Linked DNA regions of Zea mays: region 2 is linked to region 1. A link is a contact called in public Hi-C data. All regions are on one chromosome and are shown on one strand. Each heading gives the region's core, a stretch centred on a gene start, on an enhancer-like site or on the middle of the called end of the contact. The rest is flanking DNA. Distances are from core to core; before and after follow the strand shown. Region 1 overlaps LOC103634743 (protein MEI2-like 4). Region 2 holds the start of LOC100281177.

Region 1 (5,854 bases), core at 1,643-4,142:
TGAAAATGCTCGGTACATATGATCCTTTATACCTTTGTCACTCATCTTTATAATGATTCAGTGGCTGCTAATCTCTACAACTATTAAGACCCAAATGTAGACTGCCCCCGCCTGCGAACGAATCCCACCCGCCGCTCTGCCACCCCCGCGGCGAATCCCGCCCGCGCCTCCCCCGCCATAGAACCCGCCTCCAACCGCGAATCGCCCGTCGTGCCTTCACCCGCCGCTCCTCCATCTCTGCGAACCGCCCAAGCGAAACGCCCGCCGCCATCCGCGATTCGCCCGCCAGCCATGCGTTGAAGATGTCGGGGCGCGGCAAGGGCGGGAAGGGCCTGGGCAAGGGCGGCGCGCTGCGCCACCGGAAGGTGCTCCGCGATAACATCCCGGGGATCACGAATCTGACGATCCGGCGGCTGGCGCGCAGGGGCGGCGTGAAGCGCATCTCCGGGCTCATCTACGAGGAGACCCGCGGCATCCTCAAGATCTTCCTGGAGCAATGCTGCTGGTTTAGGGGTTCTTCGCGCGCGCATCCGGCCAGGCCTCCAAGGTCGGTGGCCATGGCTCAGTGTCGCCATCACCTCCTCCTCATGGTTATTGCTGCTCCGGTAAGACCTTACTTTCTTCTTGATTGTTTCCTCTTTCCCTTTCGATGTGTCTTCACCTGCCCCTGAAAGTGATGCCCATCTCTCGTGTCATGTCCCGTCTCAGCGGCAGGCGAGAGCCATGGGGAAGCCTTTGCTGTCCTCATAGATGTCGCATTGCACCACTACCTGCGGGTCCAGCAAGCCGACCACCAGGTTGTGTACCAAATATTTTTATTTTGTCATGCATAGATAGTTACTTAATCTCTGTTTGTTTAGTTCTGTGTGTGGGCTCTCATGTCCTAAACAAAACATTTATTCTTTTATATTGTAGTCCTAATTCTTTGTATACATTTAGGTGTGTTGATAGATACTTGTATGTTAGTTATTTAGTTTATCCAGAAAGACTAATTAATTGACGCAACATTCTAAACTCCATTCTACAAATTTTTGAAAACATTGGTTTTAATCACTGATCTAACATTGATTTTAATGTTGTTTTATAACAGTTCAACACAGCACATGTCCAAGGAGTTGGGGCAGGAAGAATTTGGCATATACAACCTGGGCAGTCCAAGCACAAATAGCCCTTCATTGCCTTCATTGGGTATGGTGTTTATTTTTTTCATCTTTATTGTATGTCATGTACTCATGTCTATGGATGCATTTCCTGACGTGAGGATTATTCTTCAAGGTTCATCTAATATAGTAGCAATGACATCTTGTGGACGTGAAAATGGGAGTATGCATGGTTTGCATTCTGGACTTCTCACATCAATGAGCCCGTTCAGAGAGGCTTCATTTCTGGGTCTATCATCTACCCTACCACAGAGCCTGTCCTCTCCCATTGGAATTGCTTCTGCTGCAACTCATAGTAACCAGGCTCCCCTTGGTGAGCTCAGCCACTCTCTTAGTCGGATGAATAGGCATGTGAATTATGGTTTTCAAGGCTTGGGTGCTATTCATCCCCATTCTCTTCCTGATGTTCACAATGGAGCAAATAATGGCACCCCTTACAATCTGAACACCATCACACCTGTTGGTGTCAATAAGAACTCAAGAACAGCTGAAGCAGTTGACAGCAGACATCTTCATAAAGTGGGTTCTGGCAATCTCAATGGGCACTCATTTGATCGTGCCGGTGAAGGAGTTGTAAAGTGGTGGTGATGAACACATAATTCACACAGGTGAGATAGTCAAATGATGAATATATGCACCCTGGAAGGCTGCTACTAATTACACATTCCTTGAACCTTCCTGTAAAAGCTTAGTATGAAAGATGTAAGCTTTATTTGAAGGCAAGAACGCATGGAGACTTTTTTTCCTGGCGGAGTATAGACCTGTGCTCCTCTTTCGTCTGGACGCTCTTGCGCCGTTCCTGCATGGCCTTGAAGCAACTATTCCCCATATCAGCATCGGTGCCGCTCTTCCATTCTTCGCGTCAGTGCCTGGCTGCTTGCTCCCTCCTCCTCTATCCTTGGGGTGTGGCGGCGGCGGCTCCAGATCCCTCGGGCGTCGCTACAGATGACTCCTCTCCAGTGTAGCGCGAGAGCGGGATTCGGCTGACCTGGATAGCGGCCACGTCCTCCACCAGCGCTTCGTAGTGTCGCCGCACCTCCTCCTCCGTCCGCGTCGAGCGAGGATCACGAATTCACGAGATCTGCTCGGATGATAGAAAGGAGGGGCGGAGGGTTTGCTACTTGGAGTAATCGAGCTTGGGTGTAGACTTCTTCTCGACGCCAAGGACAACGGTGTTCGTGCCGCGGACGGCCTCAAGAGCGTACTCCACCTAGAAGATGTGGCCGCCATTGGCTGTGGGGCCGCCATGCCTCCAGTGGCGCTGCCCGACAAGGAGGCTGGGTATTTGAGGGATTATCGGCGAAGCATCATGACTCCCGACGAAGCAGGGGTTGCGACTAGCGCGCTGGACGTTGCTGGGGGCCGCCTGATGCTGGCGGTGGCTGCTGCCTGGGCAGAGCTCATGATCGTCGAGACCTTTGATACCAGATTGGTAGGAACCACGTTCTCTATACCGACGATATGTTTCCGTTGCAACGCACGGGCATCCACCTAGTAAAATAATAATATCTAAATGACCCTTTGATCATAGTCTACTGCATATATATATACTGGTGTATATGTTCTAAACAAGTATCGCTCTTGCTCCGACTTACTCTCCTTGAGACCCATCACCATCCGTCCATCCCCTCTTTTCCTCTTGCTAAGCTAAATTTTTTGAGCAGCAGTAGGCTTAGAAAATGCGACCGTGCATTGGTTCCAGCGATCGGCTTCAATCAAGACAGAACGGACAACATGAAGATTGTCGACCACTCCATCAACGCAACCACGACAACGACGTACGTCCAGAGAAAGATCACGGGGCATTCTTCTTATCCAATGTTAAATAGCTGAGCCATCGTTGTTGAACCACACAAGCTACCAAACATAGCAGAAACATAGCGCCATCGACCGACTTCAGAGTTTCAACGCATACCAATGTTCATCGCGGGAGGCACGATGAACAGCACCATCAGCACGCAGCGATACAATGGGTCGCGGGACAGGAACCTGAGCACGTACGTGGTGCGGACGACGGCGATGCCGATCAGCGGACATCGCGCGACTCAGGGGGAGGGAGCCAGGGCAACGCGAGGGGGGCAGGGTCACGGAGTGTGGACGCCTTCGTTAGTGTCTTAATAGTAGTAGTATAGATTTTCCAAGAGTTGGGTCGGGGGAGAGAGGCACGGTGGGCTCGTTCCAAAAGATGTAAGAGACTTTTTTTGCAAAAAAATGACGTAGGACGACCATTGAAACTGGTGCTTTAATATAGTATAGATAGAGATTTTACCACCATGGCTTTCAAATTGACTGACAAATAAATTGGCTAATTGTTAGCTGGAGGGCTAGCAAATTGTTTACCCATTAGCAATTTAACCTTGCTAATAGGTGTTAATAGTTCGTGTAAAGAGAAAAATACATCTATTAGCTAGGACTCCAAACATAATCTGGCTAATTATTGCTAGCTAATTATTTGCTAGCTAATTGTTAGCCACTGGCAAACAATTGGACGCGAGGATCCAAACAAGTCCTTCGAGCAACTCCAATAGTTCTTTAGAAAAAGCTCCCTAAAGTAATGTTTAGCAAGTTGTTAAATAACTGTTATGAGTAAAACATAGCTTGACCTCTAACAGTTCCTTACAGTATTTGTGTCATGTGTGTGAGACTTGATTGTTTCGCTGCACAGGAAATAAAAAAACACGTTGAACCTGGCTACCTCGTTGTGTGGAAAAAATAACACATAGGTGTGAAGAAATCTATGGCAATTGTGTTTAGAGAGTTACTATCGAGTTGCCAAATCTGGAGAGCAAACGAGGTTGGATAGCAAGTAGCTAAATTTAGCAAGTCTATTTGAAGAACTATTGGAGAAGCATTTTTATGTTCACTTTTTAAATTTAGGATGTAAAGAGTTGTTTAGAAAACTATTAGAGTTGCTCTTAGAGGGTGTTTGAATACACTAGAGCTAATAGTTAGCTGCTAAAATTATTAGGTGTGTTTGATGCACTAAGCTAATAGTTAGTTGGCTAAAAAATCACTACTTAATTATGCTAGCTAACAAACAGCTAGCTAACTATTAGCTAAGTTAGCCCCTGTTTGAGAGAGCTTCATTTCAAAATTTTCAACTCTAACTTCTTCCACCCAAATAGGTCTAGCTCCACGAGCTCTGGCTTTAGAAAAAATCGAAACTAGAAGTTAGTTTCATGAAATGTATGAAGCTCCTTAGAGGGAGCTTCAAAACGCTATTTTTATATCTCCTCATAAAGTTATCCGATAATTACCCACCATGCCACTAGTTACGCAACATACAACTTTCGTTCCCTCTTGCGACAGCCCACTAATCATCAAGGGTAATCAAGGAAACTCACACAAATCAATTGTACTATAGAAGCTGGAAAACCAAAGCCAAAGTTTTTAAAGTAAAGCTCTCCCAAACAGGCTCTTACTAAAAGTAGCTGATAACTGAAGTATTATCTAGACTGTTTGGATAACTTCAGCTAATTTTAGGAGCTAACTATTAGCTCTAGTGCATTTAAACATGATCATAATCTATAAAGTCGGATTATATAATTCTGCAAGGAAACAAATAGTGCCTAAAAATATAATCACAAAATACTTGTCTCTTTCAAAAAATACTTGACAATTTTGGAAGAGTGTCATATTATTTACAAAGGCGGTAAAAGAATTACGCGCTATTAAAATAAATTTACAAAGACAAAAAAATATTTGTCTCTCAAAATTAACTAATAGAGCCATGTCTTTCAAAAGGTCCCCATTTGAAATTAGAGTGTTCGTCTCTAAAAACGAGTCTTTTTTTAGAGGCATTGATATTTAGTGTTATGTTGTTAAGGAGAAGATTTTGGATGAAACCATAAAAGTTAAATATAATAGTAGATAGAAGATGCTAGCAGATTCACTTATAAAAGGCCTTCCACCCAATATGTTAAGACAACACATGCTGACATGGGTTTTAAAGGAGTGCCTATCATCTTGAATCAAAGGGGCTACAGATTGCAATCTAATAAAGTATTTTTTCATTTTGAAGCAGGGAGCATGTTGTAGTAAATGAGTGCGATGATACTTAATCGGTTATTGTCACGCATTGGTCTTTATGTGTAAACTTGTAATGGATAGAATATAAAAAAGTTGAGTATAAGGAATGTATACAACAAAGGGGAAATTGTTTGTTGTATTCTCTACACTGGTCATCAGTGACTGGACTGGGCTTAACCCTACTGTCCATCTTCTTAATCGGGCCCTCCATTGGGAGGGCCCACGCTAACCTCGGTTGGAGCCTCCAGTCACACGACGCTATATAAAAAATTAAGGGTCATAGGAAAAGCCAACGCTAGTATCTCATCCTAAATCCTAATCCACATACAGGACCCATCACCTATGCATCGGAGTGACTAGAAGAGCTACACCTTAATGGCGTTATTGGATATGCCCTCCTCTTCTACAGGAATGGAGGCGACGTCGGCAAGGTTTGGATCTATCTCTTTCACTGCTGGGCGAAGCGGGGGCGGACCCACGTGGTGGCGAGTGGGGGCACAGGCCCCCACTCAATTTTCTGATTTTAGTGGATATCCTTTCTTATTTTCTGTAGTTATAAAAGCCAATTAGTTAGTAAGTCTTTATTTAGGCCCCCACTTATATGTTAAGCCCCCACTCAAATATTGTGCTGGGTCCGCCCCTGGGGCGAAGGTATGTCGTCTTAA
Region 2 (5,914 bases), core at 1,023-3,522, 81 kb after region 1:
TCGAACCCTGGAAGCACCTTTGCTGTCACTTTCCAAGTATATTTATTATAAAATTTTACTATACCATACCAAATCTTATAAATGTAGCAGCTTGAGACATAATAAATCTTGATTGAATTATTTAAATCAGTGGTTATCTTAACCTCAAGAATTATTTTTAAAAATTATGAACTTAATGCTAGATCAAATTTTGCATCATAGATATATTAGTGCATATATCTTTTTTGAAGCCTTATTTGTCTACTATGTGGTTGATTGATAATATGATCTCTGTATTTTGGGGCCAAAGGAGCTCACTGGCGCTATTGATTTGATCAGCCGCTACAAACTACAACCATTTTTGTTTCGTCCCAGAAAAAAATAATCTTTTGTTTTTAGGCTAATTCTCAATTGTATTGTAGTGTAGTAATAGCCTTTTACTTCTATAGCTAGGCAGCTGGTAGCCCCAAAAATCTGTGCAGCAACTGTGATCCAGTGAACTAATGGTAACCTTACATATATAATCACAGTTTTATGTGCTTTCCCACGTGCAATAATTGGATCATCACATGACTAGCAGTTTAAACCATTGATGCTTGTTTAAGTGAGTTACATTGCTCCCCCCGCATGGCAGATGTATACATGCAAACCATTAATAATTCAAGTTTTTTTAGTATAGATCTACATAGCATTGAACTGGACAACTTGTTGTGTTACTCTGTGTAAGGAATGATCTACTGCTGATCTGTATTGTTCCTTGTTTTTTCTCTTTTCTTCTTTTTATGGGAAGCGGGACTGAAGATAAGATGGTTGCCTTATCATTGGCCACCACTAAAGCATGTGATGCTAATGCTGCTTTAATTATGAATGGTGATCTTCATTCTCTCCATCCTATCTTCCGAATCTATGGACACTGTCAGATTTTTCCTGACCCTGTTGTGACACTGAAGATCTTTGAAGATAAAGTTCTGCTCAGTGTAGTAATAGCCTTTTTCTATGATTTTTATTACATATAACATAATTGGCAAAATAATATTATGTATGATTATCATTAGCTATCTCTTTCTATAAGTTATGGCCATGTGGGGGAATTTGTAGTAGTGAAACAACTAAATTAAAATAGCCCACAAATAGATTATGGAACATTTTGTATATAACACACATTTTGTATATAAGTTATCGTGATATTATATATTCCCGTTGCAACAATGCACTGTCAATATTGTATGAGTCTTTGAGTTTAGCAGCAAAAGTCTTGGCACATCATTGTTTTAGTTATTATGATCAGAACAACCCATTTTATACATGGAGCTCGTGGCAATGGCAGCCCCGCAACACGACGATGGAGCTCGTAGTGCGCTCAGGCTCGCGCTTCTCTGCAACAATGCACTATTTTCCCATGTGGGCTCCCGTCACTATTGCGTTCACGCCGTCCGTCGCTAGAACCTTCTCGTGAATCCGTCGCTAGAACCTTCTCGTGAATTTGTGTTCCGTCGCAACGCACGGGCACATACCTAGTTTTCTTATATCAAACGAACCTGAGTTGGTCGGCTGCGGGTTCACTCAAACAACCTACCAACTTTTACTGCTTCTATACTGATTTTGTCTCTACATATTGTAACTACAGCAGTCTAAATAATCGACTTTAATCCGAAACGAACAAAAATTCATTTGTGAGAACATAAACACCATGGTCGTTAGTTGTTGATGGAAGTGTTAAGGCTATCTACAGCAGTCTCTTCATCCCACTTTCTATCTCACTTTTTTTAAACTCCACTCTATAAATAATGTTGTCTACAATGTTTATAGTATACCGTTTAAAATAATGTTTTGGACGTCTATATACACTCTCCGCTAGAAATGCCTAAGGTATCGTTTGGTTCACATAACGTTAAATTATGTTTGTTTAAGTCTAACCGTAATTGATATTACATTAGAAATGAATATTGGCTTATTCAAACTTGTTATTACCAGTATTCGAGTGTGAATCATTATCATTACCATTTACGCTATATTTCGTGAACCAAACGACACCTAAATTAGTTCGCGATTGTGTAAGCCCAGCCCAGCGTAGCCCAGGAGCCCAAGAGGGAGCCGGCGGCTGGCTCGCGGCCGCCCACCGAGCCGCTCCGCGCCGTCCGATTGCTCGTCAGAAACAGAAGCAAGGCTCGGGCTCGATTGCTCGAACCCAGACCGGCCAAACCCTAGCTCGCTGGCTGGATCGGCGCCGTCGCCGGCTCGTCCCCACTTCGTTTCCCCTTCTCCTCGTCGGCTCCCCGTCCTGTCGTCTCCCATCTAGAGCGGCGGCTCGGCTCCCGCGCCGCATCCCCCTCGCCGGCGCCCCTGCCCCCTCCCAGTCCGCGGGATCGGCTCGGTCCCCGCGCTTCCCGATCATTCTCCTCAGGTACTACCCGCCATTCTTCCTGCCAGAGGCTTCGCTTCGGCAATCGGCATCGCGACTCGCGAGTCGCAGAGCGAGAAGAGAGATAGCCATGACCCTTTTGCGATTTCGCCGGTTCAAGATAAAACTCTTCGATTCTTTTCATCGAATCTGGCTAATCACATCAAAGCCGATGTCATGGAAAACTTTATTACTCCGTACTGAAATTAAAAAAAAAATTGTATCTGCACAATCCACTCTTCGTGCACAATTAGTTCTGAAGGATCCATAACAGACTACGCGAATCGCTCGTGGAATCTGAACCTGCCATGGCGCCCTGCTCTCCTTTCAGAAGCGGACTCCACCAGGCATGGGGAACTCGACTCTCACCGACATGACGCTGCTGCCGGGCGTCGAGCCGATCGTGGCTGGCCTGGCCGCCGGCCCCTCCTCCCCGGGCCAGGAGGGCAAGGCAAAGAAGAAGCCCATGAAGTCCCTCTACCTCAGGTTCTTCGAAACCGCGCTCGACGGCAAGTCCCGCATCTGCAGGCTTTGCAGGAAGAGCTACTGCATGACCACCGCCACGGGTAAGTGTCAGTTCTGTTACCAGCACGCGACATGATCTTCAGTGCTGTTTACAGTGTTTATGGGCTTTCAAATGGTTTTCTTAAACATATTTACACAACGTTCAAATGCTACACGGGGCAAGCGACACATGTTTTTCTTAGAAAAAGTAATTTTTGATTCTGATCTCTTCATAAGCTATACCCATTACCATTCATTATTTCGGTTCTAGACTTCTAGCCTCTGGCTCATTAAACTATGCCCACAAAAAGTAAACATTAAAAAGGAGACAAAAAGCAAACTGAAACTTGCATGATGTAATGCTATTTGCTGGAATGAGGAAGAGCATGGCAGAACGCTCTTAATAATTTGCTAGAAGTAGCAACCAAGTATGATGTAATGCTATTTGGTGCTTACTTCTTCTCCTTATTCATCACTCAGTGATTAAGGAACTCTAAAAAAAATGATATGCTTCTGTAACACAAGCAACAAATGGGGGATTGGTGAACTCTAAAAATTGTGAAATCGGATTCGTACTCCTCAATTGTCAGGACCGTGCATTTAGGCAATTAGCGGTCCACCACCTGACGACGGGAGGCGAGCAGCTGAAAACGATGACAGACTAGACTCGGACTGGTGGTGGGGACTAGTCAGGGAGAGGAATCACTGATTGTGCAAAAGCCAAGCGTTTTGACTTTTGAGGTCCAGCTGTGCTAGTGCTGCATGTCCACGTCTGGGCTTGCCGCTTGCCTTTGGCCCTTGTATCTTGTGTAGTGCGTTGCAAGGTTGGCGGCAAGACCCTGCCGCGCTGGGCTGCTGGGCGCTTGTCATCTGGCTGTGCTCGACTGGGACCAGGGTCAAGCTATTTTGTTGTCAGTGTCTTGGCTGGCCAAAATTCATATGGTACAAGAGGTGGTCGCTGAGTCGTCGGGGTCAGCCAATCCTGATCATATAACATAGCATTGCCCTTGGTGGGGAATTGTTTTGCAAGAGGCATAGGCGCATAGCCACATAGACAGGGTTTCCGTTATTTGCAGCGTCCACTTTTGTTTTCTGCACTTGAGCTGTCCTAAAGATCACTCAGAGCATTTATCCATTGCCTATTTCTAGGCAAACACATAGGCCAAACAATGATTGGAATTCAACAATTTCTTCTCTTATGGGATACTTTAGGGGAAGTGCAGCTTTCTCAGGAGGAAGACCGCCATGTTTGGAGGCACGAGGCATCAAGGCTGTTCTCTTCTAAATCCTGCTACAAAGTCCTTCTCTTTGGTTCTACTGTTTTTGAGCCTTGGAAGAGATTATGGAAGACCTGGGCTCCTCCTAAATGCAAATTCTTCCTTTGGTTGGCAATAAGGAACAAATGTTGGACAGCCGACAGATTACAGTTGAGGGGAATGCCACACCCAGATGTTTGCCCCATGTGTGATCAGGCCCAAGAGACAATTCAGCACCTCCTTACTGCGTGCATTTTTGCACGGCAATTTTGGCACACAATTCTTGCTGCTATTGGCTTGGGGCACATCACTCCAACAGCTGATGAAGAGAATTTTGCAGACTGGTGGGGAAAGGCAAACCATAAGGTTGTCAAGACCAGAAAAAAGGGGCTTAACTCTCTGATCATCCTGGGGGCTTGGTGTCTATGGCTTCAGAGAAACAGAGCAGTTTTCCATGGGGAGTCTACCTCATTACCCAGGATTTTCCGGTGTTTCTCGGATGAGTACGTTTGCTGGGTAATGGCAGGAGCTAAGGAGTTTGGGAGCTTGGGCTCAGTTGCTGCCCTGGGCGTGGTCGGGTCAAGTTTCAGCAACAATCTGTAATCACCTTAGGGTTTATTAGGGTTTTTGGGAGAGTTGCTCTGCAACTTCTCCTCTATTGTAATGTTTTGTCTTTTCCTCTCTAATATATAAGATGCGCAGTTCTCATGCGGTTTCTTAAAAAAAAATATGATTATAATAAGCACCAAATAGGATTTTTTGGAGTTACTAGTTGCCGTATATGAATATAATCTGTATATGTGCACCATATACACTAATATGCTTTCGCATGGTTGTGCAGGGAATTTGGGAAAGCATCTTAATAACCGCCACCCTGGTTATCACCAACTTCCTGAGGGCGTCAGCTTCACTAACCAGAGTACCATAGAGGCTACCATGCTTAATAGAAGCAGGAAACCTCATGTTCCTGTGCGAGCTCGGGCCCAAGCTCAGCCTCAAGTTCAATCTCAATCTCAAGTTCAAGATCAAGCTCAACCTAAACTACGGTCTCAACCTAAAACGAAAGCAACTGTTGATATTGACCATGTCAACTGGTTACTTCTTAGGTGGCTTATCAGTGCCTCCCTTCCACCTTCTACTCTCGAAGATAATATGCTTATTGATAGCTGCAAGTACCTGAGCTCGTCTGTCAGGCTCTGGCCAAAAGAAAAGGTTCAAGAAGTTATCATTGAAGTCTTCAGAAGTATGAAGGAGGACGTCAAGGAAACTCTGCAATGTATCACTTCCCGGCTCTCTGTTACTCTGGACTTTTGGACTTCGTACGAGAAAATAGTATACATGTCCGTCAAATGCCATTGGATTGATGAAAACTGGGTCTCACAGAATGTTCTACTTGATGTGTGTAGAATCCCATACCCATCCACTGGTTCTGAGGTTTTTCAAGTTCTAATGGATGTCTTGGTGATGTATAACATCGATTCAAGAATCCTTGCTTGCACACACAATAACAGCCAACACTCAATACATGCTTGTCATGAGCTCGCACGGCAGCTTAAGACCCGTAACCTCCCATTCTGTTACATTCCTTGTGCTGCTAGAACACTGAAGACCATCATTGAAGCAGGACTGGAAAATGTGAAACCAATTTTGTCCAAGATCCGCGAGTTTATTCTTCACATCCATTCAAACCAGGAGATGATGGAGGATTTTAAGCACTGGACTGAAGTTTATCAAGAAGGTTCATGGAAACTCCCCTTTGACCATTCAGCAAATT

Evidence for each region. Hi-C and Micro-C count contacts between places; a contact is called where the count stands out from the background.
Region 2: a contact with region 1 is called in a Hi-C map of leaf, with 2.7 times the contacts expected there. The contact joins the promoter of LOC100281177 here to the enhancer-like site in region 1. A contact is called at or near these places in 2 of 25 Hi-C or Micro-C datasets (ear and leaf).

What each region holds. Positions count from the first base shown.
Region 1 is chr8:8,722,824-8,728,677 of Zm-B73-REFERENCE-NAM-5.0, forward strand. It overlaps LOC103634743 (protein MEI2-like 4), which reads left to right. Exons shown (of 8, transcript XR_004851846.1): 5 at 425-605; 6 at 709-797; 7 at 1,091-1,188; 8 at 1,276-1,906. Among protein-coding and RNA genes, the nearest start is that of TRNAD-GUC, 3.5 kb to the right of the region's middle. Within about 2 kb of position 2,893, at least 4 of the 20 cell types and tissues checked have an H3K27ac peak or open chromatin away from gene starts, as enhancers often do. A contact at or near this core is called in leaf, where this site is marked.
Region 2 is chr8:8,804,666-8,810,579 of Zm-B73-REFERENCE-NAM-5.0, forward strand. LOC100281177 reads left to right here and starts at 2,273. Exons shown (of 4, transcript NM_001154096.2): 1 at 2,273-2,383; 2 at 2,712-2,946; 3 at 4,982-5,914. The coding sequence starts at 2,730.